Linked DNA regions of Zea mays: all the other regions are linked to region 1. Evidence: chromatin contacts called from public Hi-C data. All regions are on one chromosome and are shown on one strand. Each heading gives the region's core, a stretch centred on a gene start, on an enhancer-like site or on the middle of the called end of the contact. The rest is flanking DNA. Distances are from core to core; before and after follow the strand shown. Region 1 holds the start of LOC732740 (Serine/threonine-protein phosphatase 2A 65 kDa regulatory subunit A). Region 2 holds the start of LOC103629424. Region 3 has its middle 46 kb from the start of LOC100194139. Region 4 has its middle 110 kb from the start of LOC100381373. Region 5 holds the start of LOC100277170.

The links. A called contact is a pair of places that touch in the nucleus more often than the background predicts.
Region 2: a Hi-C map of endosperm shows a contact between it and region 1, with 2.9 times the contacts expected there. The contact joins the promoter of LOC103629424 here to the promoter of LOC732740 in region 1. A contact is called at or near these places in 3 of 25 Hi-C or Micro-C datasets (ear, endosperm and tassel).
Region 3: a Hi-C map of tassel shows a contact between it and region 1, with 3 times the contacts expected there. The contact joins the enhancer-like site here to the promoter of LOC732740 in region 1. A contact is called at or near these places in 4 of 25 Hi-C or Micro-C datasets (bundle sheath, endosperm, leaf and 1 more).
Region 4: a contact with region 1 is called in a Hi-C map of endosperm, with 2.6 times the contacts expected there. The contact joins the enhancer-like site here to the promoter of LOC732740 in region 1. A contact is called at or near these places in 4 of 25 Hi-C or Micro-C datasets (bundle sheath, endosperm and leaf).
Region 5: a contact with region 1 is called in a Hi-C map of endosperm, with 2.9 times the contacts expected there. The contact joins the promoter of LOC100277170 here to the promoter of LOC732740 in region 1. A contact is called at or near these places in 5 of 25 Hi-C or Micro-C datasets (bundle sheath, ear, endosperm and 2 more).

Annotation. Positions count from the first base shown.
Region 1 is chr6:73,880,410-73,886,396 of Zm-B73-REFERENCE-NAM-5.0, reverse strand. It overlaps LOC732740 (Serine/threonine-protein phosphatase 2A 65 kDa regulatory subunit A), which reads right to left and starts at 3,803. Exons shown (of 13, transcript NM_001112369.1): 1 at 3,662-3,803; 2 at 2,095-2,505; 3 at 545-791. The coding sequence starts at 2,487.
Region 2 is chr6:73,469,101-73,475,087 of Zm-B73-REFERENCE-NAM-5.0, reverse strand. It overlaps LOC103629424, which reads right to left and starts at 3,442. Exons shown (of 16, transcript XM_020539255.3): 1 at 2,303-3,442; 2 at 2,057-2,145; 3 at 1,697-1,962; 4 at 1,408-1,611; 5 at 1,229-1,321; 6 at 1,035-1,130; 7 at 610-945; 8 at 431-523; 9 at 286-357; 10 at 1-64. The coding sequence starts at 1,816.
Region 3 is chr6:74,269,909-74,275,895 of Zm-B73-REFERENCE-NAM-5.0, reverse strand. No RefSeq gene overlaps it. Among protein-coding and RNA genes, the nearest start is that of LOC100194139, 46 kb to the left of the region's middle. Within about 2 kb of position 3,370, at least 19 of the 20 cell types and tissues checked have an H3K27ac peak or open chromatin away from gene starts, as enhancers often do. A contact at or near this core is called in bundle sheath, endosperm, leaf and 1 more, where this site is marked.
Region 4 is chr6:74,160,649-74,166,635 of Zm-B73-REFERENCE-NAM-5.0, reverse strand. No RefSeq gene overlaps it. Among protein-coding and RNA genes, the nearest start is that of LOC100381373, 110 kb to the right of the region's middle. Within about 2 kb of position 2,210, at least 20 of the 20 cell types and tissues checked have an H3K27ac peak or open chromatin away from gene starts, as enhancers often do. A contact at or near this core is called in bundle sheath, endosperm and leaf, where this site is marked.
Region 5 is chr6:73,602,800-73,608,786 of Zm-B73-REFERENCE-NAM-5.0, reverse strand. LOC100277170 reads left to right here and starts at 3,156. Exons shown (of 1, transcript NM_001150816.2): 1 at 3,156-3,819. The coding sequence starts at 3,262. The coding sequence ends at 3,558.

The sequences.
Region 1 (5,987 bases), core at 2,554-5,053:
CAGGAACGTCGGCTGGGGGCCTCTGCCCACGGCCGAGCAAGAGGGGGGTTTCTCCCTTCTAATTCTTGCCTACTTTATTTCCCATCCATTGATTACATAAATAGGCCAGCTGGCCGCCCCTATCTAGCTAGAGATCCTCATCTCCTCAAAACTCTCCTAAAAACTCTCAACAAATACTAACCGATAACCTTCCTAGATAATCTCAACTAATCTTCTAATCTTATCTCTAACTATACTTGTCTAATCCTTGTCTATCCTTGTCTAATCCTCCTTAGGCCCTGACAAAGATATTCGAGCATCACGAAAAAAGATTTCAAATTTGTAAGACTTTTTTGCCATGAAAGAGAAAAATATTTAAAATTTTCTTTCAAATTTCAGGCCCCAATGATAATCAGAGAAGCATAGGGGAAACTATTTAGAGAAAAATGATACACAATCAGTTATCTCGAAAAAAAGGACAAATAACAGGGAATAATCAGTGCAAGAAGCAAGAAACAAACGGAGGAACACAACACATTTCATTGAAACTGTATATAGAATGTACCATCTTGGGTTAAATCATCAAATATTGACATTATTTCTGTCTTCAAATGATTCTGTTCAACTGTAGCTGCAAACTTTCCAAGATTTGATGCTGCTGCTCTTCTGACCATAGGCATGTCATCCTGACATAGCTGACCATAGATAGTCCTCAATTCTGTTTTCAATTGGTCCGACGCACTTGGATAGGCTATGTGGAAAAGACCACAGGACGATACGCGAGCTGTAAACCACTCTCCAGCTGCTAGCCTCTGAACAGAGTAAAACATGGATAGTTTAAAATTGATGGATGGACTTGTAAGTACTAGTAGAACATAACATGAAATAACATGCACAAGTATTTCTAATAATAAACACTGAAGGTTAAACAAATGAATTGGTAAAACTGTAGTCGTATGAAAAGGCATGTAGTATGGCATCGTATGGTACCATAGCAGGAGATGCTATACTCAGAAAACCATGCATCTTAACCAATCAATGTTTTGCATATTATAATGTCATTTGAAGTTCAAGCAAATGCAAAGCTACAACAGAGAAATATTAGAGTATCAGTTGACAGTGCACATGGTAAAGAAAGCAAAACAATGACTGCATGTAGAAAAATGCTGCTTGACTCAACAGCTATTTGGTCGAGTACTCGAGTGTAACGCATCTCTATCTATCTACTATATAAAGCACCAGTTCCCACAGTCATCGTGGTCCCCCACATTTAAATATTAAAAAGCTAAAATTATGTACAAATGGGGATTCGGACCATGATTGTTTGCTCCAAACCGACACTCACACCTACCTGGCCAACAGAACACATGTTTTTGTGCTTTTATTCTCTACTCAAGTATAAATGGAAATCGTAGCAATGTAAGGGCACTTTGCTAGTCCTGGATTATGGAGATGTGCAGAACACAGGGGTTGACGGTACGAGAGTGAATGGATGCCAAACCAAACACTGATATTTAGCACGCCAAGGATGGTGATGCCCAATCTCAAGGCCCAAGAGTAGACGAGGGTCTCTAAGATAATTCTTGATTGCCTTTGATTCATACATCTCATATTCTTATATAGAGGCTTACCTGATGCCTAAGAAAGGTGGCAATCGTATCTCTAATCATAAACCCAATTAGCCTCTCATATTGCCTGTTAGATTGGAAACATTAACCCTAATTGTGTAGGGGGCTGTATTATAAATAGATAAGTACATGGGCTGGGATGGGCCCATTACAGTGGTGATTCACACACACCACGCTAACACGGCCGATCTGACCCATGTAGCGTAGCTGACTGCCAACTACATCTAACAAAATGAAGAGGCCTATCAGTACAACACATTAAATTACTAAAGCATGGGAAGTGGAGAAAATAATTGCCACATCTAAGCAGTGAACTAGCCAAGTAAGGTAAAGGAAAATTAGATAAATAGTGCATATGACATGAAATACAGTTTTTATTGTTTGAGCCAACAAAAGCACATCAACAAATACTAAATGCAGTAACAATGGCGGAATATTTATTTACAATAACATTACACCAAATACTTTCTATAAATGAACCTCTTACCTTTACTACTGGAATGAACCAGTCGACAATGTCAGTTTCCTTCATTTGTGCACCAATACGGCACAGAGATTCAACTGCTTTATCACGGACACAAGTTTCCTCCACTGTACACAATGTCTCCAAAGGTGGGAGCAAAACATGAGCATGTTCTACACCACCAACATACGGAATGAACACACCCAATTCCTCAGCCATTGCAAGAAGCACCTCGTCTTCATCATCGTTGTTTTCACTAAGAAAAGGAATCAGCTCCTTCCTGGTTCTTTCTTCTCCAAGAGCCCGTGCAATTGTTGAAAGTCTTCTAATGGAGTTTAGACGCAACTGGATGTCTTCATTCTTGAGCTCGTCAATCAGTACAGCAATTGGATAAAGAGGCTCATCAATCATAGCCATCAGGTATAACAAGGATTTCTGAATTGATAAATGAGGAAACAATATTAAGAGCTTTGTAACTATATAAAAAATCCTAAGAAAATAAAATAGAATAAGTTTAACAAAACTTTTGGTTGCATAAACATATAGAAGCAAATTAGAAAGGAACATTTGGATAGAATATACAAAAACAGATCTCTGATGGCGCATAACCAAAGAATAGATGAACCAAACCACTGCAAATTTATGACTAAAAGCTCTCTGGGTTGACTTGCTTGAAGAACACAAGAATACTACTGACTCTGTGATACATGTGAATATGTGATCCAAATAAAATTAACTAATTCATGCTGGCATGTTGAATGCTACTGTGAGTCTCAACTACCCAAATAAAAATGGCATGGGCTTCAGTTCAAACGATTATAATTGATTGATCCCGGAAAAGATTCCACACAAAGGCTCCTATTTATATTGCCTGTAAATGTGATTTCAGGAAAGAAACATCATCACTAGGCATCTAAACATTCTGAGGAATTGAATCGAGTGGAGACAAATGCTCCACGAAAGTAAAATTTGGCATGAATAAATCTAGTCATTTGGTGCCCAGACACCAAGAGTGTTTATTTATAGCCTTCGGCCTTCTTTGGCTGCCTCTTCTTCTCACTCAGGAGGCGTGGAGAAAATTCCCGGGATAAAATTTTTACCTGGATGTTGTTTCTAAAATCTGATTTATGTAGCGACATATCAACTACAAAATTGCATGCTCGCAGCACCTGAATAAACGAGCGAATCTCGATATGACGAGACGAGGGGCCCACGCACACAACGATATGGACAACAGACGCAGACGCGATCTACTCATCTACAACACAGCACGAGCAATGATTGATCCAGATAACTAGTTACCAACGTACCTAGCCACCAACACCACACAGCATCCAAACCGTTCCGTGAGAAGAGAACTCAAAACAGGGCAACCATTCCAAAACTAGGCAATCGACCAGAAAAAAAACAGATCTGGCATGGGAGCCACGCGTAGACGCGCGAGCGAAGGAGGCCCGAACTCCAGAACGACGACGGCAGCGGCGGCGGTGTCGAGGACCGGCGCGGCGATCGGAAGTGGCCAATCGGTGTGGTGAGGTGAGCAGATCTAGCGGCGGGAGGAGGAGCAGGAAGAAGAGGGATCTCAACTGACCTCGCGGGGTCCGGATCGGGCTTCTGTGACGGCCGGCTGCCTCGCCGACGGCGCGGGGGGACCGGAGACGGGGCAGGGTAGGAGCGCCCGAGGCGTCGCCTCTGAGAGAAGGGGGCGAGGAGCAGGTGTTGCGGAATGCGACGGGGGATTGAGACGAACGGAAGGCAGTGGATGTCGAGGCCTGAGGGCGTGCGAGGTGGGACCGGGGCTACAACGGGGCGGCGGGTCGACTCTACGTGGCTAATGGGCCGTCCGTACCGACACGGCCCGACTCGTTATGGATCGTACCAATTTAATCGAGCGGGCACTGTCCGTTCGTGGATCTAAGTAAGCATAGTTCGATTGGTTTTAAATAGAATTGTATTGGGCTATCGTTATTGGGGTCTGCTTCGTCGCCGAAGCTTCTTTAAAAATAAACACCTTCGAAATATCAGCACATAAGCAAATACAACGCGAAGGTGCATGCTGAAGCTACCATCCAGGGAGCTTCGACATAGCGACATACCTTGAGACGAAGAGCTGCACCGACTTAAAGAGGAAAAGACCAATCGGTCCACGATAATTTGTGTCATGATTGTAACTAGTTGTCGAGGACATAAATTTAATTTTGATCGGGCTGCGTCTCGTGCCTATAAATAGGTGAACAGTACTCCCATACTGTTCACGCTGGCTTGTATTCGCTCGTACGTCACGCTTGTACTTTTGTCTTCTGTTAAGTCGAAGGTACAAATGTAATTCAATATTGTTCTTATTCATCCATGATGATATAATAAAGATATATTAATGATGGCATATGATTATTTATATTATTTCTCATATTTTATATGCTTCTTCTTTCATTAACATATACTGTGATGATGAAGGTATGTCCTTCATAACCTTCGTCCGAAGATCGTTATACCCTAAGGGAAATAATGCTTCGAAGGACGAAGGGCATTAACTATTAACCTCTTTTGTGTTGCCTTATTCTTAACTCATAGAATTTGAGAACAAGTCCCCCAACATTGGCGCCCCACCTCCGGTGAACTCACTTCCACTTTTGAGCTGATGGCTTCGTTCAACAACCAAGTCGTAGCACCTTCGGCTACGAAGCTGGTGCTCCCGATAATAGGCGGTTCAAGTTCAGAGCCGGCTAACAAGAAGCAGAAGAAGGAAGCGCAGAGAACGGTGCAGCATGTTGAGGTGCAGGGACCCTTCATCAAGTCCAAATGGTCTCACATCCCAATCACCTTCTCCCAGGAGGACCTTCAGCTCAAAGATTACCCTCACAATGATGCTATGGTCATATCTTATGTCATCAAGAGATTTCTGGTCCATAATGTTCTGGTTGACACGGGCCTGCAATGGATATCATATTTGCTAAGGCCTTCAGACAGATGCAAGAGCCAGAAGACAAGATTCATGATGCTACACACCCTCTTTGTGGCTTCGGAGGAAGGCAGATTGTCGCACTTGGTAAAATCACAATGTCAGTTACCTTCGGCTATGTCCACAACACAAGGACTGAACAAGTTATCTTTGACATTGTTGATATGGAATACCCCTACAATGCAATCATTGGTCGAGGGACACTCAATGCCTACGAAGCAATACTTCATCCAGCATATTTATGCATGAAGATACCTTCGAAACAAAGACTCATTACTGTTCATGGGAGTCAAGAAGCTGCCAGAAGGGCCGAAGAAAATTGGACAGATTCAAAAGCAATCCATAACATAGATGCAGATGAAGCCTGTCAGCAGTACAAATACAAAAGAGAGAAGGCTACTTCGGCAGATCAGCCGAAGCCTATGTTTCTATGTCAAGATATAGCAGAACAAAGGGTACTTGTTGGGGTCTCAGTTATCTGATGAGCAAGAGAAGACTTTGCTAAGATTTTTATTCAACAACAAAGATGTCTTTGCTTGGTCAGCCAATGATCTCTGTGGTGTCAACAGAGATGTTATTGAGCATTCACTCAATGTGGATCCATCCTTCAGGCTAAGAAAACAAAGGCTTCGGAAGATGTCTGAAGACAAAACTGAAGGTACTCGGAACGAAGTAAAGAGACTTCTTAGTGCCGGTGTCATCAAAGAGGTGAAATACCCAGAATGGGTAGCCAACACTGTTATGGTGAAGAAGGCCAATGGTAAATGGAGAATGTGTATTGATTTCACAGACCTCAACAAGGCATGCCCAAAGGACGAGTTCCCATTGCCAAGAATAGACTCTCTAGTAGATGCAGCAGCTTCTTTAGAGCTCATGAGTCTACTGGATTGCTACTCAGGCTATCACCAAATTTGGATGAAGAAGGAAGATGAGCCGAAGACTAGCTTCATAACTCCCA
Region 2 (5,987 bases), core at 2,193-4,692, 410 kb after region 1:
TTACATTTAACGATGAAGAAACTCTACCACCTTGGAGTCCTCCTCGTGGCATTGGTGGCTTGCTCTGCACTTAAACACAAGTAATGAGTAATGGAATTAAATATTAAACAAAAATATGGTTTGATAAGATAGTAATTATCAATGTATCGAAAGTAGGGATACAATTGACCTTTTGTGCAATAGAAACTCTTTTGTCTTTGAGTAATTTTGCATCTTGGGCATTTGATGACTTGTTCTGGGTGTACACAATGTAGATTAAAATTATGTTGAGTACAACATACTAACCTTTTCTTGAATTTTAGATTTTTTGCACTGGGCCTGTAGCTCCTCGTACCCATCATGTTCGATTTCATCCGCCTTTATAGTTATTGGTTAAATGGTACCTTGAAAATTTAAAACTGGGATGGAATTGTAGGTAAAGCATTCATACCATTGTGCTATTCAGTTCATCAAGAAGATTAACTTTTTGATTCGTAGTCGGCTGAACATCTTTTGATGCCGACAAAGGTTCATCTAGACATTCCTGTAACAACACAAAAGTATTAGGATAGAAGTTGTTGAGTAAAACCTTTCTTGAAAGAGCTAGGAATAAAACAGATTTGAATTTACATGGTGACTTTTTTGCAGTTCCAAGGTATTTTGCAAATTTAGTATAGTATCATCTTGCTTCTGGACACGATCTATAAGTTTTTCCACTTGAAGTCGAAGAGATACTACATCTTCACTTGATGTTGCATCCAAAGAGGTTAAATTAAGATGTTTTAGATGCCTTGAAGTTGATCCACCAAACACTTGATCTAGATTCGGAACAAGGCCAAGACCATGGATATGGCCAGGCTTCTCTTCTCCTAAAATTTGGCTAAGCGCATTTCCTTTCCATGCAACCTTTCCATGACTAGTGTCAGCTAAACTTGGTTGTTGCACTAATAGTTCCTTCAATGCAACCTTGTAAAAGCATAAGTGCACTCATTAAGCGTTATGGAAGAAGTATTTCAAATCAGTAAAATATAGCACATTTACAAAGTTTATTGTACCACATGTGGGTTTGTGTTCTTTGTGATGTTACTCTTGTGTGTATTGATATACAATACAGCCCTATGGGGGTATTTCTTTTCTGGATCTTGTTCCCTCTGTACCAAATAAATGATCCTTAATAAATGTAAGGACAATACTGCATGTTCGAGAAATGGAATAAGCATTGCATTGGCAACTATGTTTGTAGAAATACCATATCTTCCCTGTTCCGAGCAAAACTCTTTGTTCCTGATGTATGGGTCGCCTTCCTTTTTGCGCAGTTTATCCTATTTGCCTCACTGATATCCTATCATAGCAACAAAACATGAATATAAACTAAGTAGCATAGGTCTTTCATTACAGGAATAATGGGTTTTTAAACTGTCCATGTACCTGTGATTTTGTTGTAAACCAATTATTCACAAGAGTGACCCATTGATCATCTAAGACGCCTTTTGGAACATTTTTTAGATTATTTTCCTTGCTCCTATGCGCATCAAAATGTAAGGATTTTAGATTGGACTTGTGTTGTCTCCATCTCTCACCAATAGTTCGAAGTATCCACTTTTCCATGCGGGCAGGGTATAAGAATCTCATCTACACAAAAATGAAATGGCCATATGAAAGTTCAGTTATATTTTTGCTTCAAAGTTCAGAGGATGACAAATTTTAATATACACACCTTTACTTGCTTTAGTACATCTTGCTTGTTTTTTTGTTCATTGTTCCTGTCCTTCTTTCCTATCAGTAATCTCCAATCTTTGAAGCTTAAGCTACATAAGCAGCCATTCCTAGCAACCATGTCAAGGAATTTTCCTAAGACTCCTGCCTCCTCTCCAATAGGTTGGTCGAGCTCGTTACAGTTAACTACAATTCGTTTTCCTTTTTGAAGGTTCCAAACATGTTTAAGTTTGTTCGGACCACGACTTATTGCTTCATTAGTTTGACCTATGCAGTTTTATGTTAGAAACAATTAAAAGAATGGTTGAAATTTTAAAATAAATTACAATTTATGAAGTGTAGTTAATATGCTGGTAAGAACCTTCAACATAATCCTCTATATCCGCATCATCAGGAGAAGGGTACACTTCAGAAGTAGTCTCAAAAGATGTTGTATTTTTTTATGATGATCTGAAAACATATAATAATGGAGAGATTTCAGTTGTTGTCCCTAAACATATAATAAAATTTGAAAAGTAGGACATAGTATTCACTATTTATTAGCTGAAAAATTGAAGTCACAGTTTTATGTTTCAATTCCCAATTAATTTTATATCTTGGTACATACCTAGGTCATTGAACTCATTATCATTGTCGCTTTCTTTTTTGGCGTTCTCTAGTAGAAGGATGGTGGTCATATGCTGCATCTCGTGGCCGATGACTTGTTTCCCCAATAGGCTCCTCTACCAAATACTCTTCTTGGCTTTGAATGATGCACTTTCTCATACCCCTTGCCATGTCTGCTGGCATACCAAAATAAAAACTTATCATGTGTAATTAGCTGGTCTAGAAATGTAAATGGAGTTCAGTAAAACATAGCATTAATCCATACATTGGCCAACATAGAAAAGAATTTATCAACAGACTTGATTTAATAAAACACTTGGAGTCTGAAACAGAGCCCATCTCAATGAGGAAAAATTGTTTTACTAACATCTCTAAAACTTCAAACAAAGTACAATGTGTCTGCAAGTATTTAGACATCGTATAAAAATAAGTCATGTAAAAGTTGACATTAGTACCACTAGCTCCAAGTATCCCACAACTATGGACAATGTGTCTGCATTGCAGTTTCTGAAAAACACCTAACAGGATGCTCTGCTATTCTTGATAAATGTCTATAAAAGGTAGTTGACATTTTAGATTTGCAAAATATATTGGACACCTTTGATATCTGACCATCGTATCCATGAAACATGAAACTATAGAAATAGAGGATGTTCACTTTGAAATTCTGTAAAATAATGTATATGGAAACTGCTATGAATATCTAGTTACAAAAATCAGAGGAACTATACATCTGCTAACTACAGAAACAATAAGAACTAGTACAAGGTTACTTGAACTAAAGTATAAGGAAACTGCTATGAAATGCAGCAGTACTCAGAGAAGTGAAAAAATGGCCCAGATTTGGTGCAGCCTTACAACCGACGGCAAGGAAACACACGCCGTGCGTCCTCTGTGAGCTGCAGCCGATTCCTCGAACTGGCGCACACCGGCCGCCGCCAATTCCTGCCTTAGCGCGCACCAGCCTCCACCAATCCCCGAATTGGAGCGCTCACCAATTCCTGCCATCACCAGCCTCCGTCGTCGCCAGCGAAGCCAAAGGACGGATTGGGGGAGGCTGTTGGACGTGGCCTAGGGAAGGGGTAGTAGCGTGAGTAGTGGATAAGTTGCGTGAGGAAAGAGGGTGAGGGTTAGGGATCACATTGACGCTATGTACAGCCAGATGGGTTTGTAGGGTCTGTACGGTGGCTCCACAACGAAATTGGTGGGAAAACTTGAAAAATTAGGGAAAAAACAAATATGGAATTACCGAATTTCAGATCAAATGCCAAATTTCACAATTTGAGCTATATTTCTAACTTTTGTTTGTCTCTATTTTGGACCATTTACTAATTTCTATGCTTCAAATGCCTTTTCAAGTCGAAATAAATAAATAAATAAATACCAATTGTGCGTAAACAATAGTGAAACTTAGCATGGAGTCATAACATGGTCCCGGTTGGTTGAGATAAAAAGTTTAGATTATTATACAGAAGTATGAATACAAGTGCTTCAAAAATGGACAAATCTCCACTACGTTTCATACCATTGATCTACAACTTCACAGTTTGAGCTATATTTGTAACTTTTGTTTATGTTTTTGCCAAAAAGGTGCACCAAATGTTCATCTAACTGTTATAAACTTAATTCATGTAAAGATGTCCCTATCTTGGACCATTTACTAATTTCTATGCTTCAAATGCCTTTTTAAGCCGAAATAAATAAATACCAAATGTGCTCAAACAATAGTGAAACTTGGCATGGAGTCATAACATGGTCCTGGTTGGTTGAGATAAAAAGTTTAGATGATTATAAAGAAGTATGAATATAGGTGCTTCAAAAATGGACACATCTCACTACGTTTCATACCATTGAACTACAACTTCACATCTTGAGCTATATTTGTAACTTTTGTTTATGTTTTTGCCTCAAAAGTGCACCAAGTGTTCATCTAACTGTTCTAAACTTAATTCATGTAAAGAAGTCCCTATTTTGTACCATTTACTAATTTATATGCTTCAAATGCCTTTTCAAGCCGAAATAAATAAATAAATGCCAAATGTGCTCAAAAATAGTGAAACTTGCTATGGAGTCATAACATGGTCCTAGTTGGTTGAGATAAAAAGTTTAGATGATTATACTGAAGTATGAATATAGGTGCTTCAAAAATGGACACATCTCCACTACGTTTCATACCATTGATCTACAACTTCACAGTTTGAGCTATATTTGTAACTTTTGTTTATGTTTTTGCCTCGAAAGTGCACCAAGTGTTCATCTAACTGTTATAAACTTAATTCATGTCCCTATTTTGGACCATTTACTAATTTCTATGCTTCAAATGCCTTTTCAAGCCAAAATAAATACATATCAAATTTGGTCAAAAATAGGGGTCAAATGTTAGATAAAAAATTTAGATGATTATACAAATTTGGGTCAAATGTTCTCTGATTTGGACAAAAAAAGCAAAAAAGGTGGTTGTAGACGCAATGTCAGGAATTGAACCTAGCACACAATGAAACAATAAGGAAAGACACACCATTGCACTATGTGAAGATTGTTTGAGTAGTTTAGCAAATGAAGTACTCAGTAAACACATCATTCCAGTCCAGCACTGCACCTTCAGTTACCTTCAGCCCACATTACAGCACACATTACACGGCATATTACAGTAGACATTACACTAAACCTTCTGCACTTTGTGCAGTTCACTGAAACTGAGTTTGGTTTGTGCAGTTCATTGAAATTGAAATTTGGTTTGTGCAGTTCAATGAAACTAAAAAAACAGTTTGTCAGTTTGTTCACTGAAACTGAAAATTTAGTTTGCATTAAACTGAAAATGTGTTAGACAATGCAGTTACACTAAGACAATTTGTGCTGTTACACTGAAACTAAAAATTGAATTTGGCTGAATTTGGTTTGTGCAGTTCACTGAAATTGAATTTGGTTTGTGCAGTTCAATGAAACTGAAAAACAGTTTGTCAGTTTGTTCAATGAAACTGAAAAATTAGTTTGTTCACTGAAACTGAAAATGTGTTAGACTATGCAGTTACACTAAGACAATTTGTGCAATTACACTGAAACTGAAAATTGAATTTGGTTAGCTATGAGACAGTTTGTTCACTGAAACTGAAAATGTGTTAGATAGTAACAGAGACTTTTGGCATTATAAATCATGGCACATTTGGGTGTAATAAACTGTTTTATTGTTCCCAGATTATGTTCCTAGAACCGTGCTTGTTGAACAATTTCCTAGAAACTAGTGTTCCCAGAACTACTTGCTTGACCGAGTAACTTGTGTTCCCAGAAACTTGTGTTCCTAGAAACTTGCATGCTTGTTGTTCCCAGTTTCTGTTTCTAGAAACTTGCGTGCTTGATGTTCCCAGAAACTTGCGTTCCCAGTTACAATTTCCTGATAGATAATAAGAAAGTGCAAAGTATGCTTGAGCCATTTATAGTTTCCTGGTAGATAAAGGAACTACCATAGACTGCATTGTAGAATCCATTTACAGTTTCCTGATAGATAATAAGAAAGTGCAAAGTATGCTTAAGCACCATGCATGCTTGAGCCATTTATAGAGTTCACTACCGATAGATAATAAGAAGCCATTTACAGTTTCCAGATAGCAAAGCAGCAGCACCTGCTAGAGCGAATTCTGGGGTGGTCCTCCTGTCCTGAAGCTGGCTTGCTGTGTAATACAGTTCAG
Region 3 (5,987 bases), core at 2,121-4,620, 390 kb before region 1:
CACAAATTTGGAGACTCCCAAGCAACCTCGAAAGATCTTGAAACCTAGGGTTTCAAGAACACCAAGAACGCACAAGAGGGGTTTGCACAAGCTCAAGTCTTTGAAAAAGAGATGGGAGAGGAAAACCAAATCGTGAGCACAAGCACAAACCTCACACCCAAGAGCTCCTCCAACAAGGTTGAATCTTTAGGAAGATTTAAGTGTGAGAGAGATGGAGAGATGAGTGCTTTGTCTCAAGTTAGGTGAGCAATAAATGAGTGAGTGTTCAGCCGTGTTAAAGAAGAGAGAGAGGGGGGTCTATTTATAGTCACGGCTCAAAAACTAGCCGTTTGACCAAAAACCCCGTTGAAAACCGGTTGAACCGCCCCCTAGGGCGGTTGAACCGCCCCCTGACAGGTCAGCAGACTGTCTGCCAGTCTGACTGGCAGACTAACTGGCAGACTGACCTGCAGGCGGGTCAGACAGGCCAGGACCGGTTGAACCGCCCCCTAGGGCGGTTGAACCGCCCCCTGACACCCCTGGCGACCTGACTGCCAGTCTGACTGGCAGACTGCAGATCAGAGGTCAGAGGGTCATAGACCAGTTGAGCTGCCCCCAGGACCAGTTCAGCTGGTCTAGACCAGAGAGTTTTGGAGAGAAAACCCCAGCTCAGCTGCCCTGGGGCAAGTTCAGCTGGGTATGGTCAGAGAGGTCCACAACTGAAGTTGAAGTTCAGCTGGAGTTGAAAGTTCAACTCAGCTGAAGTCCAGCTTAGCTGAAAAGCTCAGCTGCAGCTGAAGAAGCTCATCACAGCTGAAGTTAAGTTCAGCTGGAAAGCTCAGCTGCAGTTGAAGAAGTTCAGCTGTTTTTCAGCAAGAACACTCTAGGTTTCTCAACCCAAACCATGGTCAGCCAAATAAAGTTAAAGTGATTTTTGGTTTTCAAAAATAGCTTTTGAATTAGAGGACTTGAGCTATTGCAAGCACCTGTACCTGTGCGGAAAAGAACAAGGAAGAATTACATCATGCAACACAAGATTTTACATAAATTTTATACGTCCGTTGCATGAAATCCTTGGTGCTTCCTTAAGTTCCTGTTTCCTTCTAATCAAACACTGAGAACAAAAACTGTTAGTACTCTTATTTGTTTTGTCATTAAATCACCAAAACCCTCACTTGGGGTTGATTGCACTTACAAATTAACATAATGATCTTATCATGAACAATAAATAACACATTTATAATAAAAGCATGATCATGAATAATGTGTATCTTAACACCTAGAACCACATAAAGTAATAGTAGATACTACCCAAAATTTCAGTGGTAAACAAGGTATAAAGATAGCCAAACTGGGGTGACCTATTGGGTCCCATCAAAATTAACCTATGCAGATCAAAATGATTAACAGAAACATTATTGGGTAAATAGAAGTGATCAAGGGCACAACTTGCCTTCAACAAGCTTCTGCTCAGTAGTTTCCATCTGCTGAGCACCTGGGTCCTCACTTGCGTGCTCGTCTACTCGCAACAATACAAACAAACATGGTACAAGTGAAATTAACATCACACCAAACATGAGAACATACTGCATAATAATATTCTATGCATTGTAACGAGATCGTAGGTTCGAGAATCACTAAATTCGGAGTTATGGCTAAAGAGTTATGATTTTTCCAAAGTTTCAAGTGTTTAGTATAAAATAAATTAAGTGGATAAATTTAATCTATGTTTGATGATAAAACAAAGTTACCAGGTGATAAACAATATTAATACAAAATTAATGCAATTGGAATGCATCGAAAAGGAGTTAAAATGAATTTCTTATGTATTAAACAAGGTTTTAGAATTATTTTTATATAAGAAATCATTTTTGAATTAATTATTACCAATAGACTAACCTGATGGACAGTGGACACTATTTCCGGATAACATAAGGTTGGTTCTGCAAAGTCCAGAGCTCCATTGTAATTATTTTATAACTTGGTTGGATGGTGGGTTGTATTCCCACAAACGCAGTGACTCATATGCAAAGAGTTCGGCGAAGGGGTATCTTCTAATCGTGTCCGCCCGATCAGACCCCAACGGTTGCGATTGAATCCCATAACCAAGTCAGCCAGTACGCGCTACCCGACACTGGATTAAAAATCAACGGTGGAGATTATATCTACCTTAGACCTATTTAATCCGTTCGATCGAGATCAACAGTCAGAAATACAAGCCGAACCGGTACGGAATCTTTGCTGTCAGATCAAAATCCTCAACTAGAGGTTCTCCTACACCATGATATAATGGGCCTGTTTGGTTCAACTTTTTTCTGACCAGCTTTTCTGAAAATCCGGCTGTGGGGAGAATCTGGCTGTGGGGAAAATCTGAGTATTATTACGATTACGTATGGAGGAAGATAAAGTTGTTCATAGGGCTCATGATTTAGAAAGTGACGGATTCCTACTATTACAACGACTCAACCGATTATGTGTTTGTGTTGATTTTGAATGGTTTTTGCCCCCAACGAATTTTGTAGAAGCTGGCTGAAAAGCTGAGCGTTTGGCAATTTGCAACAGATTTTGGTGGCCAGAAGCTGCCAGAAGCCGAAACAAACAGGGCCATAACAGTCGTCCTATCCAGATGGGCGGCTAAGATCCAACACATCCAAACATTATCTACACTCTAATCTAGACCGTTCAGTGCGGATCCAACGACCCGAGCAAGCTCCCCTCACCTAGGCCGGAGCAGGGCGGCGGAAATGAGTCCCACGATGGAGTTTCCGCCGGCGAACTACGAATCAGCGACCGCGAGCCCTAAATCCGCAATCGATTGAGCCTACGCGATGCGGGGACAAAAGTGAAACTAGAGGGGAGATTCTCACCCAAAACACCGATGAAGGTGAAGCAGTCCACGATGACGCACAGCGTGGCGCCTTCCTCGTCGACCGACGAGGAATTTCTCGTGTCCTGAAGATGCTAGACTCGTCTTGAGGACACAGATGGCTTCCCTAGATCCTGGCACACGCTTTCGGCCATGCGCCGAGGCCGAGACGTCGGCACAGATGAAGATCACCGGCGGCGGTGCGAGCAGTCTCTTCCTCCATGGTTTCGGCAGCGGTGGATAACATACGGCGAGAGAGGAAAAGAGGTGAAGACTCGGTGCCCAGCTTTATGGTCGCCATAGCGTCGAACTTTAATTCCCCCAGCACCCCCCGAACAAATTCCCGCAGAGCTCTCGCCAATGTCGTGTTCGGTTGAGACCTGTTCCGTGGAAGGGATGACCCATCCGACATACGGGCCCCACGCGCCAGTGGTAGAATCGGAGCGCGCACATGAGTGGCCGACGTGCAGGCCCGGTTGCCAGCATGCCACCAGATCAGCGAGCGCGGCGCCAGCATCGCGGCCGTAGGGAGACCGACCAGTGGGCCTAGGGTGTCGTCACCGACTCGATCACATGGGCCACACTAAGAGGAGAGTGGGCCGACCAGGCTAGATTCGGCCCATGCGACGTCTTTTCTTTTTCTTTTCTGTTTATTTTTAGATTTCAAATTTGATTTCAAATTTGGTTGTGAATTTCACACTCAGATTAAATGCACAAATCAAAATACCAGCATGAAGAGGTGTTTTGCTTATCTTATATATTTTTATTAAGGCATTATCCCAATTTATCTTGTATATGTGTTTTCATGCATGTATCACATAGTATAAAGAAATTTCCATAAACACCATATATTCTAACCCTTTCTTTACTATGATTTGGGTATTAAATATGTGTTAACGTTTGCGTTATAAATCCATTTTATACTGTGATGGTTGCGTTAGCTTCGTAATAATATCGTGCACACATTAAAAAAATATTATTTTGTCAATACCTATGTTTTATTTATTTAGTTAATTGTTAGTTCGTTCATTGTTTATCAAAATAACAATTTAGTTTAAACTAACTTATCATTTTAAACCACCCTTTCATAAATACATGTTAATCCATTCTTGCTTAGTATAAACGCGACATTAGTTAGTCATTCGTGTGTGTCGCGCGCACGTTTTTACGTGCTGCGCACATTGACACGCGTCGTTCGCGTGCTGTTCCAAGCATGTCGTGTGCGTAGTCGTCGTTTATTTGCATGTTCGTCCGCGCGTCGCGCGTGCTAATTCACATACTGTTCACTCGCGTCGTTGTTCGCGTAATTCGCTATTTGCATGCTTTGATAAAATCATTTCGCCGTATTGTTCATGTTAAATAATCGATTAATTGTTTAGTTCCCGATTATTAAAATAACAATTCAATCAAATCTAATTTATAATTTTAATTATGCGTTTGTAGATACCTGTTAACGTGTTTTTGTCGACTAAATATAAAAACAATATAATTTAGTAGTATTCGTATGTCGCGTCGTTTATTAGCCACGAATTGTTAGTTATTCAATATACAATGCGTCATAAACCCATTTCTACTCGTTTCAGTCGTGGCAACTTCGTTACAACGTCGATTTCATATTAGTAACGTTATTTTTTCACGTCACAAGTTTAAATATTTAATTAGTTGTTCATTCTATACTTATTAAAAATGACCTTCTAATTAAAACTAGTTTATAGTTTTTAACTTGTGCTTTTATAAATAAATGTTTACTTGATTAATACCAACTTAAACGCTTTTCATTTAATACTTGTTTAGTATCATCGCGGTATCTATTACCGACTATAACGCGTCGTTACACTGTTTGCACGCTGTTCGCGCGTGATGTGCTCGTGGTCGCGTGCTGATTCGCGTGTCATCCACGCCGGTCACGCGCACTGTCTCGTGCGTCGTTCGCGTGCTATGTCGCACGTGTCCACGCGTCGTCTGCACACTATTGTGCTGTTTCGTGCATCGTAAACTCGCCTCGCTTAGAATCTCTCGTGCTAATTATATTACTTATTTATTTGCCAATTGTTAGTGTAGCAGATTTAATCAAAACTAAATAGCAGTTATAATTTATATTTAATAATGTCGAATTAAATGTCCTGACTATTACTAGCGTAGCGTAAACGTTATAACTTCTCGACCGTAGCTTTAACCGTCGCTTTTTTGATCTTCGCGTAACCGTAGTAGCGAGCTCTATTACGTATTGCATGTTTTTATTATTATCTCTTTAGCATGGTGTAATGTTCTTATGCATATATATGTTTATTTGCCTGTGCCTGTTTGTCTTCGCTTCGCGTTGCGATAAGATTGCGGTCCGTTTTCGAGCTTCGAGGGATCGACGATCAAGCGTTGGCGACCAAGTGATCAGGCTCTTCGAGTTCCACAAGGTTGAAGACCCTGAGCATCTGTTTGGTGAAGGCAAGTGTCCTCTGACCCATTATGTCATATCTACTTATAATTTATTGTCCCACACTACTTTTGAAACCTAAGGATTGACTAGGTTTCTATTTACCTTATCCTTGTTTACCTTTTGGGTTATCATGGTTAGCATTATGCTATTGCTTCAACTTAATCAATGAATACGATGAGAATATTTATGACACGACGATGTTATCCCGATGATGATCTTGTGATACTTTAGGAGACTCAGGCCATTTTCTTGAGTGCCTCTCCGTAAGGACCTGTTCGGGGAATGACAACCCGGGATAACAGTGCAACCATGAGGGTGGAATGGACGCCCTTAGCTGATTAATTAGAGGAACATGAGGTGTAGTTGGCTTCGCCGTAGGGCCGTCAATGGGAGACCGACCAGTGGGCCCAGGGTGTCGGCGCCGACTCGATCACATGGGCCACGCTGAGAGGAGAGTGCGCCGGCCAGGCTGGATTCGGCCCATGCGGCGTCTTTTCTTTTTCTTTTCCTTTTTATTTTTCTTTTTTATTTTTAGATTTCAAATTTGAATTCAAATTCGGTTGTGAATTTCACACTCAGATTAAATGCACAAATCAAAATACCAGCATGAAGAGGTGTTTTCCTTATCTTATATATTTTATTAAGGCATTATTCCAATTTATCTTGTATATGTGTTTTCATGCATGTATCACATAGTATAAAGAAATT
Region 4 (5,987 bases), core at 961-3,460, 280 kb before region 1:
TGAACGTGATATACATGCGTACGTGTGTTTGTTTGTTTTTTTATTTCTTTTATATATATAGGTATATATATATATATGAATATATTTATTTATATTCGATCATCCAAATTTTATATTTTCTTTTTTTTCTTGAACAGATACTCTACCAAGGCTATTTCAAGCAAACAAAAATTGGTCTTCCGCAAGGAATGTAACACACCTATGTTTTTATTCAAAATTAACACATGTATATATAATAGCTCTCCACTATTTAGGTAAAAGAAAAGAAAAGCAATGAAAGACTGAATTTGGTGGATATTAGGAAAGAAATTTTATACCCCCAAATTCAGGGTGTTACAATAACAACACCCACAATGCAATGCAAATGACAAATTGAGTTTAATTCCGTAAGTTAATCATGTGAGTGCCGAGCCGCTCATGACCGTGAGCACGACTGATATACCAGTTTTACACTCTGCAGAGGTTGCACATCTTTACCCACAAGTCGTGTTACCCATCTGCCACGGGGTTGTACGGACCCCATACACCTCTACCAAGGAAGCGAGGAAGGGTAGCACTACGAGGCCTTTCCAAAGTTCCACTAGTTCGAGAAAACCCGATACGGGTTCAGGAAGAAGGAAGCATAGGAATCCCTCATCCGAAAAGCATTACAGACAGTTCGACCCAAGGACCTCCCTATACTCTGCAGCGACGCCTCCCCGCTTGCCCCCTACCCGGGTAAGGTAATCTCTCCCTAGCTTTACTAATTACTTGGCGAAGGGCATCCCATTCCACCCTTGTGGTAGCACTGTTTTCCTGGGTGGTTCTCCATGTTCCAATTAACAATATGATCTTATCATGAACAATAATTAAACAACAACATAATTGGAACATGATCATAATAAACATTAGTTTCCCAAAACCAGGTAGAGCAATAGCAAATCTACCAAATAATTCATATGTTTGCAAGGTGGGGGATAAACAATGGTAGGGAAACCTATTAGGTCTTAAAACCTATTAGGTCTTATCAAATTAATCTGAGCATGTCACAGTGATTAACAGTGAACATTATTAGGTAAAAAGGAGTTATCAAGGGCACAACTTGCCTGAGACTCAAGATTCCAGGTACCAGGATGATCTTCAGATTCTCGTGACCTCACTGCCATTCGTAGCAATACAGACAAACATGGTATATACAAATTTAACATCCCACCAAACATAAGCACAAACTGCATAATAATATTCTACGCGTCGCTACGAGATCGTGTGTTTGAGAACAACTAAAATCGGAGTTACGATTAAGGAGTTATGATTTATCGAAGATCTATGTAATTTAAATATTGAACTATATTATAAATTGATTTGTATACATCATATGAGAGAATATAATATAAATAATTAACTCTACTTTGATCTGGATTATAACTTGATTAGAAATCATATTTTAGTCAAACTACCATAATGGACCAGTTTAACTTTGGTTAAAAAGGATTAAACTACTAATCATAGGCTAAACAATTATCTATTTATAAAATTATGTTTTATGGTACAATTAATGTGGTTGCAGCGTAGAAAATATTTTTATAAACTTAACGCAACTTGAATGGTTCAAATCAGAGTTAAAACGTGGGATTTATAAAATTTAAAAGTTTCCGAACATATAAGTATTATTTTTATACCTAAAACAGTTTCCAGGGACTAAAGTGTGAAACTCAGGGACCCCGATGTAAATACTTTCAACAGAACAGAGTACAGCGGGTTTATTTAAAGATTCTCAAGGGGTTCTTTTAAAAAAGGAACAATTGGATCTATACCATTAAAAGATCCAAACTTTAGATATATACCATGGACCCCACATGTCATTGACTTATGTGGATCCACATGTAAGTGAGATAGTAATGGTATGGATCCAAAGTGGTGATCTTTTAATGGTATGATCCAAATTTCCCCTTTAAAAAAAGACAACACCGATGGGGTATCCTCGAGTGCCATCCATTGGATGCCAATTTAACGGCTGGGATTAGATCTTGGCTCACCGAACCGGTAAGGAGTCATGGCCATTGGTTCCCAGATCATCAGCCCACGAGTCATCTACACACATCAAGTCTGAGCCCTTGGATTGTTGATCTGGGGCCACGATTTATTGCGCCAAAATACCTCCACTGTGGTCGTGACCATACGCGATCGGATCAACGGTCACAACCCACCCTACGAAGCGGTATTCCATCTTCTAATCCAGACCCTTCATCATGGAGCCGACGGCACGCGCGCCGTAGGCTCCCTTCCCACACACCGGTCGATACCGCGTGGCGGCGCGCGACTGTCAACAGCAGTGCCAACGCCGGCGAGCAGTACTCCCCGGCCCAGACGCACCTATCCCAACGTCGTTAGGTGCAGAAGATTGAGGAGATCCATGCGAACACAACAGGGGATGACTTACCGGTGGTTACGTGATGCCGGCACCAACCCACGGGGAAACGCGATCTGCCGCGGCCACCCTGCTCCAGTGAGCAATTCGCCCCGAGCCCGCCTTGATCTCCCACACCGCTGCCCCCGAACATGTCCCACACCACCACTCGACGCCCCTGATCCCTTTTTCTTAGCTCGATTGACGGGGCGACCACGGATTGCCTGCCCTTTCACCCTTTTCCCCGCGAATGCTCGATACTTCTCTACTACCCACCGTCTCGAAGGATTCCAGGACCCCGAGGTCGACGGGCACCTCCGCCGACATTATAGGCACGAAGAAGCGGATCGAGGTCCACCAAATCCCAACCACCACGATCGATTCGCAACAGCATCCGCTTTCTACTTAAGCTCGGACTGGGATGGCTGACATCGGGATCCCACCGGCAGAGGCCTGCGCGATGCGTAGGAACCAGAGTGCGGCACGTGGGTCACTGACCCGAGTGGCCCACACGTTAGCGATATGTAGCCAGGGACGTGTGCATGGTGGAGAATTGAAAAGGATAGCGAGCCGAATGCGTTGGGAAATTGGGCTGGTGGGATAGAGGGGAGGTGAATGGGCCGGATGGGCGCCGAACCAGGCTGAGGTAAAGGTTTTTCCCATTTTTCTTTTATTTCCTTTGTATTTTCTATTTTTGCTTTTCAATTTAATTTGCCAATTCCCAACTCAAGTTTGCTTCTGGTTTCAAATTTCAATTTTCTAATTTGATTTCAACTCAGTGTTCAATTCACACTTATATGCGCATCAAAAGTTCAGCATGATGCATAGTTTATTTATTTTCTTGTTTTATCTATTAAACAAATGTTTTCTTAATATGAAACTCATATACACAAAAAGGCACTATCCTAAGAATACAATCTCTTATTATATCATCTTAAATTCGTGAATATTCTTTAAACATTAATTCAAAATAGTTTTACTTGTACAAGAATTTTAGATTAATTTCCTACTAAGAGATGGTTCCTAGGAACTATAATGAATAGTCTTACTAATTTAATAATTGAGAATCTTTCTATGTTTTTTTCTTCCAATCCGAGTTCAAAGTTTTGACTTCAAGTTTTGAACTACCAAAGTTTGAACATCGCTATTTATTTCCTTTATACGTTAAAAGGAAATAATCTATTATTAAAGGACATTTTAACTCAATTCTTTTTGAAGAACCTTCATAACTCCCAAACTAGGATTCTAGTTGTTACAACGGCCTCTAGGTAACAAGCCATTCTAGCCCTATAATATGATAAGTTAGTGCCATCGAAGTGTAGTGGCCTATGGGTATCTATCCCCTTTCTCTAAAAAGTGTCGGCTCTTTTAGCGGTGAGGCTAAAGCGTTTCAAATGAGCCAAACCAGGCTTTGATACCAATTGAAGGAAACAAGTGACACATAAGAGGGGGTGAATTAGGACTTCTAAAACTTTCTCTAAACTAGGTCACAAATAAATCCCTAGAGCGAAACCTATGCTAATAATCAAACTAGAATGTGCAAACTAGGTTTTGTCTAAGTGTTGCTATCTCTACCGCAATGTTTAAGTTTCAATCCTAAACAATATAAGTATAAAGACAAGATTGAAACTTAAATTCTTAATATAAATGCGGAAGCTCAAGAGCAAGGTAGAGATGCAAACTCTCATGGATGACGCCGGTATTTTTACTGAGGTATCCGGAACCACGCAAGGTCCCGACTAATCCAGATTGGTGCCCCTACGCAAAGGGAAGCCCACGCGAGGGCCAAGCACCTCGGTCGAGTAACTCCGTAGAGAGTCGTGGGCCTTCTCCACGTACAAGTGGTGCTCCGCTTCCGGCTCCTCTCGGACGCTCCCCATCGTCTCCACTAACGAGCTTCCGACCGAAACGTCGCGGGCCTCATTCCCTCCGGTACACGGTGGCGGCCATGACACAAACGCGGTTATCACGGTCTCACAAGACTCTCGCCACACTCTGTACAATTACAATGACTCCCGCAAGAGCCGAGGGGTTGTGCGGTTTTTCTAAACTCACTCAACTAACTAGGATTCACCCAGAGCAAGCGCTAATCCGGTCTAACTAACCTAAGCACTTTGCAAAGCACCTACGCTAATCACCGAGTGATTTTATTAAGCACTTGGGTGTATGAGTATTTGAAAATGTCTACAATATCCCTTGGTATGTTTCTTGGGCTCCCACCCCACCAAATGCCGGTTGGGGGTATTTATAGCCTCCCCCACACTTCTAGTCGTTGGACAGAAAGCAGGATCTTTTTGTCGACGAGCACACTAGACAGTCCGGTGCGCATAGGACAGGCACTATTCACTGTCCGGTGTCCTGCCACGTCAGCCAACCGTTGGGGTCTATAGCAGTCGATCGTTGGATCCGACCGTTACCCAGACTGTCCGATGCACCCGTGCTACAGCCCGAGAGTGCCCGTTGTGGACCTCTCTGCGCAGACTGTCCGGGTGTCCCACCGGATAGTCTGGTGCGTCACCAGGGCGCTGGCTGATTGCCCACTTCATGGATTTCTTTGTTGGTTCTTTAGGCTTCTTTTGTTCTTGATTCTCGGACTTTTAAGCTCTTTTTATGTCTTCATTTGAGGTGTTGCATCCTCAGTGCCTTAGTCCAATCCTCTCCACATCCTATGAACTATAAACATAAACACTAGCAAACACATTAGTCCACAGGTTATGTTGATCATAAAACACCAAAACCTATTTGTCGGCGTTTCGAGACCGGGGGGTCCCTAAGCCGACGAGTGAATGTCGCTGCGTGCCCCAGCCTAGATGGGTTGACGCGAGGCCGAGCGCGAAGGGGGGAAGTGAGGCAGCCGGAGACGGGCGTGAGAGAGGTGGGAATCCCGCGGCCTTCGTGTTCGTCCCGCGCCCAGGTCGGGTGCGCTTGCAGTAGGGGGTTACAAGCGTCCACGCGCGAGAGGGAGCGAGCGGCCTCACGCGAGCGCCTGTCTCGTCCTCGTCCCTGTGCGGCCAACCCTCCCTAAGAGGGCCCTGGTCTTTCCTTTTATAGGCGTAAGGAGAGGATCCAGGTGTACAATGGGGGGTGTAGCAGAGTGCTACGTGTCTAGCGGAGGAGAGCTAGCGCCCTAAGTACATGCCGTTGTGGCAGCCGGAGAGATTTTGGCACCCAGCTGGTGTGATGTCGTGGCCGTCGGAGGAGTGCTGGAGCCTGGCGGAGGGACAGCTGTCGGAGCCATTGAGTCCTTGCTGACGTCTTCTTGCTTCCGTAAGGGGGCTGAGAGCCACCGTCGTCACAGAGTATGCGGGGCGCCATCATTGCCTATCTAGTGGAGCGGGTCAGATGGGACGTCGGTCTTGTTCCTCGTGGCCCGAGTCAGCTCGGGGTAGGGTGATGATGGCGCCTCCTGTTGACGTGGCTGGTCTGCGCCCTAGGTCGGGCGATGTGGAAGCTCCTCCGAAGCCGAGGTTGAGTCCGTCTTCCGTGGCCGAGGTCGAGTCCGAGCCCCTGGTTCGGGCGAGGCGGAGACCGTCGGCTGAGGCCAGGGCGGAGTCCGAGCCCTGGGCTCGGGCGGAGCGGAGTTCGCCGTCTTTCGGGGCTT
Region 5 (5,987 bases), core at 1,907-4,406, 280 kb after region 1:
ATCCATTTTTCTCGAGGCGTCCCCGGGTACTTGGAATTAGAGTAACTAGATTTCCTATCCTTTTCTTTGAGGCCTCGGAATAGGATGAGGAATACCATTCATGGTACTTAAGTCCTCTCTAGTGCACTAAACAATAGTGCGACTTGATCACGCTCTACAAATCACAAAACAAAATGGCAGTTCAATACTTTATTCCAATGTCTTCTTGACATTCCAATTTACTTCTTGGTATTGTATGGGAATATTCTATGTGAATTCCCGGCTTCTTGATTTTCTAGTTTTCTTATTGGTGCGAGTCTTGCACGGGGATCTTTTTGGCTTTTCAGGTGATTTCCCGGCATTCTTATTTCAAGTATTCTTTTCCTCCCCCTAATGCCGTGGAATAGATACTTGGGAATTATTGTGGTAAGTACATATACCATAGATTTGAAGTTGGGGAGTTGTACTTATGATCATTTGCATTAGTCATATGCATTATGACTATATGCCCCTTTTCTTTTCTTTTGAAATTATGGACTTCATGTCCTTTTCTTGAAAAAAGGGTAATTCTTCTAGTACGACCATATTTTCCAAGTGTATCCTTATTTCTTTTGGCATCTTTCTTCACATTGCTAGACTTCATAGTGATGATTACCCATTATATCCATAATTCTTATGAGCAATGTTATCAACTTCATTGGTATGTGGTTTTCTAAGGGGCACACTCTATTTTGACCACTTTGATGAAGCATATGGCACATATAATTGCTTAAGATCCCTAACAAGGGCTTTACACCACCATGGATATCTCCTAGATGCATTCTAGGTAAGGGGTATTCTTTGTACTTTTCATAAGAGAACATCGTATTATTAGTTTCCCTAATGGCTCAGAGTACACACATGAATCTTCTTGATTCAGGGGATGCTAATTTGTTATGGTCATGCAAGTTGATTGTTTCTCATTATTTGCGAATATAATTGAGATTTCTATGATGCAAGGGACCATGATTATCTGAGCTTCTAGGCTCTTTGACAATTCAAGTGTGCATAGCGAGGTTCAAAGGGAAAATTTCATAAATATTTTTTTTCAACCAACCTTTATTATTTTGGAAAAACATCCATATTCCCTAATAATTCATATGGGAATGTGCTACTATGTTAATTGTTTCGTCATGAAACGAATTCTTATGGATCTCTTTTAAACTTGAGAGGGTACTACATGTACGATGTTTCGTATGATCATGCTTCTTCAAGTGCTGATATAATGTAACATTTTTTCATTCTATGCATATAATGTAAAATAAATACTTCGAGGAATGACATTATAGAGGGCAACCTTCGTGGCCCGCTTGGATGCACTCTTCTTAAAAATTCTTTTTTGTGTCGATATCTCTTTCGACATTTTATATCAGTCGTATACTTTCATAGAATTTAAGAGATGATTCATACGCTTCTATGTTACTTTCGTGCTTCATAATAGTCGAGTAAATGCAAGATTCCATACAAAGTGGAAACAAACATCGAATGTATTTCAAATAAATACTAAGTAAAAATTCATATATAATGATGAGAAAAATGTGACCTTCTCTTCAAGAGTTGGAAATTATTTGCCAAAGCGGGTCTACTCTTCGTGGCTTTCTAATTCATACAATATTTACAATCACAATTCTAAAATGATGCAAGAGATGTTGATCATTTATAAGAGATCATTCAAAATAAATATTGACATTAATTTCAATATTATTGTTTGGGGTATTTTCTTCTCCAATCCACTTCATGTGGTTTTTTATACGATTAGGGGCAAGGGGGTATTTCTTCATGACAGAGCATTCTTAGTGTCAATGACTTACTACTTGCATGTTTGACCATAAACTTACTTTGGTATGAACCAAGTTAGTGTGCTTTCATTTGGCGATTCATAAGACTGAATTTGGATATGCATGAGGTAAGCGGTTGTGCATATTAGAAACAACAAGATGACCTTCTATGGTTCATATGGATGGTTACTGTTGTTTATATGCTAGTATTAGACTTCTTGTTAAATATTTTCAACTAGATCAAGAGAATTACTGATCATATGTCTACTTCATGAGACTTGTGCATATTAATTGATCGACGTAGAAGTCGGCGATTTTAAATCAGCAACAATTACATGCCACACCTCGATCGACTTCTTGTCGGCGACTACCAGTCAGCAACGATGGCGCATTCATATGTCATGTGGAGAAAATACTTAAAATTGCTCGTATTTTCGTAGTTTGAAATATGTACAAAACACTTGCCATCCTATATAAGTCGTATATGGTATGCTTCTCATGAAATTCAATAGCTATGAAAAATTAATAGCACTAGCAATTTCATAATGTATTGCATAAAAGTAATAATACCATAAAATTACCTTCAATTCCATAATTCGTTTATGCCATCATCAACGCTTACATGTGTATATTTGCAATTTTCATATTTTTCGAAAACACTTCTTGTTATTTCAGATATTTTGGATGTAACTATCCATATATTCTAAAAATGCTCCATGTACTTTCGAATTGAGTTCATCATGTAGGACTTTCCACAGTATGTAATGTGCTTTCCGGTAATATACACATCATACAATATATGCTATTCCATAATATGCTTTAGGATTTACTTCTTGTAAATTTCTAAATATTCTAGGTTTTTTAGTATTGCTATATAAATAAATATACATAGATAAAATGAGGAAAATTACTTCATGTAACTTTCTATTGCACTCTAGGGATAAACATAACAATTGAACAAAAGTAATGAAAATTCATAATTCAAATGCTTAACAGCAAAGATATAACCTACTAAATAAATAGTGTAATATAAAAGTACATAAATAGAGAATAATTCTGGTCCCGATTATTGCATGAAAATAGTTTTCATCATTTCCAGCATTTTCATGATTATTCTTGAGCTTTCCTATAGTTCAAGAGATACTACTAATCATTTCCTTTTTTTAGCGGACTTTATAATTTTCTGATAAAAGTTAAAAAAAACCGTTAGGCCTTCCAGTCCCATTTCATCCAATTAGTCATGCGCGCGCTCTTTGCTGCCCGCTCCTTTTTCTTTTCTTTTCCTCTCTTTGTTGTTTTTTTTGCAGGGCCTAGCCCATATAGCCCTAAATGCGCACGCAAGGGGAAGTGAGGAACCTTGTTAGGGTTTCCTGTTGCTGGCTGCTCTTGCTGGCCGCCGTCAAATCTTTCTCTACCCATTTTTCCTCCTCTTCTTTCTTCTCTGGCTCGATGGAACGACGGAAGGATGCAATCCGCGCGCCTACACGCTCGCCTGTGGGTTGGCGGCGGCAGCTGTGGGGCCCACGCCCGTGGCTGCGGCATCGCGGCCTGCACACTCGTCTTTGAGGCAGCATCGGGGCCTGAGCCCGCGCCTTCTTGCGGCAGCAGCTGCCTGCGTGCTCGCCTGCGTCGGCGGCGACGGTGGCCTGCGCACCCGCGCGCTCGGCGACAGTCTGTGCTTGTTTTGCGGCGGGCGGGGCCACGTCTGTGCGTCAGCGCGCCTTCAAAACAGAGGCGGCGCGATGCCCTCGTAGCGGGGTAGCGGGGCTAAGACGGCTGTATGCCGGCGTGCCGGAGCGGCGTCAGCAGAGTTGTGCTTGCGTGCCGGAGTGCTCTTACTTCTTGCCTGAAGCAGTTACGGCGAAGCCCGCGCCTGCTTGCGGCGGCGTGGCCAGCGCACTCGCCTGCATGGCGGTGCGGCGGCCGCTGTGCCCGCGTGCAGCCGCACACCAGCTTCACACGAGCAGCGGTGGCTGCCTTGCGTGTTGAAACAAATAAATGTAAAAAAAATCATGTCTGTTACACACCTTTAGCATGATCAGATGAGCATGTGGCCATATTCCTGCATGCGCCGTGTGATTTGGATTCGTACCTTCTTGAAAGTTACAAGGGCACTCGTGCTGATAACGTGTTAAAAACCCTTTACTACTAAGTGTAGTTCAAAGGCTTCTTAACTAGAAGTAGAATCACAAACACAAGAGACACAAAGATATAGGAGGAACTGATATTCTCATTCATGTATTCAGCTCACTGGTTACAACAAATGGTGGTGTCCTCCTCTATATATAGTGCAGAGTTAGGGTTTCGGCTAGATTGGCCACGTGGGGCCTTCGGAGCCCAAACTGGTTTCTTAACAGGTTCAAGTCGTCCGATCAGAAACACACAGCCTAGATTAGAACCGAACCGTTATGTGATATTAGCCCTCGGATCATAAATGGACGGCCCAGGCTGTTCGATCTCTCGACAAACCAGTATGCCACTAGGGCCATCAGATCCACGATCTACCACCCTAATTTTATGAAGCCCGAATTGATCTAGTTCCTTCGATCTAGATCCAATGGTCCCAAATCAATCTTTGGACCACTCCCATCCGATCAGATCACGACCACACAATCCCGGATCAACGACCAGTGCTACTTCACCCACCTTCGGCCAACATGGCGGCGGCGCTCGCGCCAGCCACGGCGGCGCCATGGCTGGGGGTGGGTCGTTCACGTCACTCGACACCCTAAACGGAACACCAGAGGATCCTAGGCTTAGGAAGGAGCATGACACACTTGATAGCAGCATCCTTACGCCAGGGGGTCCTGCTGATCCTTGCGCCAAGCCGAGGTTCCCCACCCAAACAGCACCCTAAAGCTACCCTCCTAGCCCGCACTGCGAGGATAATCGTGCAGCAACGGTTTGATTCAACGGCGACGGTGTCTCTCCTACCTCGATTTTTCTCTATGTGCGTCCTCTCTCTCTCAATGGCTCCCAGTTCCTTTGGCCAAGACAGAGGAGGGGGAAAAGGTGCACGGCTTCTATAGATATCGTGAGGCCACAGCAGGGACTCCGCTAACCGAAGCGATCCGGGCGGCGTGGGGGTCACGCGACCACGTTCCCAGGCGGACTTATCGCCGCGGTCTCAACGGCGCAAGGTGGAAGAAAGGTTGGGACCCTCATGCCAGTGAAACGGAAGCCCCACTGGCGAGCTTGGTGCGAGGCTAACTAGTGGGCCCCACAAGTAAGCGACTCAGGAAAGAGGAGAGGATCCGAGTGGGCCGTGCGGGATGACACTAGAGATGGGCCGAGAGGTAATCGGCCAAGACGCAAGTAAGGTTTCTTTTTTTTCTTCTTTTTTTCCTATTTCCTATTTTCCAATTCCAATTAGATTTAAATTCAAACAAAGTTCTAATTTACAGAGACACACAAAATATTCCAACATGAATGCAAGGTACATGTATTAAGTTTATTCATTTATTTATTACTTTACTTATTTATTTAGGCAATGTTTTCAATATGCAACACACATAATATTCATTTTACGACAGTATTTTGAATGTGTGATCCATTAAAAGTTCGTTTCAAAACTTCAATATTTATTACTTATTTTGTTTTATGAGGAAATACTTTCTAATATATAATCACTTTTATGAGAAAATACTCTTGTTTAGATTTTAGGATTATATATATATATATATATATATATATATATATATATATATATATATATATATATATATATATATATATCCCAAAATTAGGATTTTGGGTGTTACAGTGTTGAATAGGAAATTTAGTATGATGAACATACTAGAATAGTTTATAATTATTAGTGAACAAAGGTTCAACACAAGGTTAAATAACCAATGAGACAATGCAAATGGATATAATATGGTCTCTATATTGTTTGAATATATGGACAAGACCTGAGAAATCACTATGCATAAATATGATCAGAATAGAGGTTGAAGTGATTAAGAGGATTGGTCAAGCCAAAGTGAATAAGATATGAGGAATCATGAATTGGCTTGACCATATTACTATTAGTCCATATATGCTTCTATGACAATCAAACTAGAGCTTGATTAATCTTAGCATTTATATCTAGATGACATTCAAGCAAGGTTCACAATATCGAAGAAATGATTCTCTCAATGGATGCTCAATATGATGTGACTCAAGAATGGCTTGATAGGGTGAAGATAG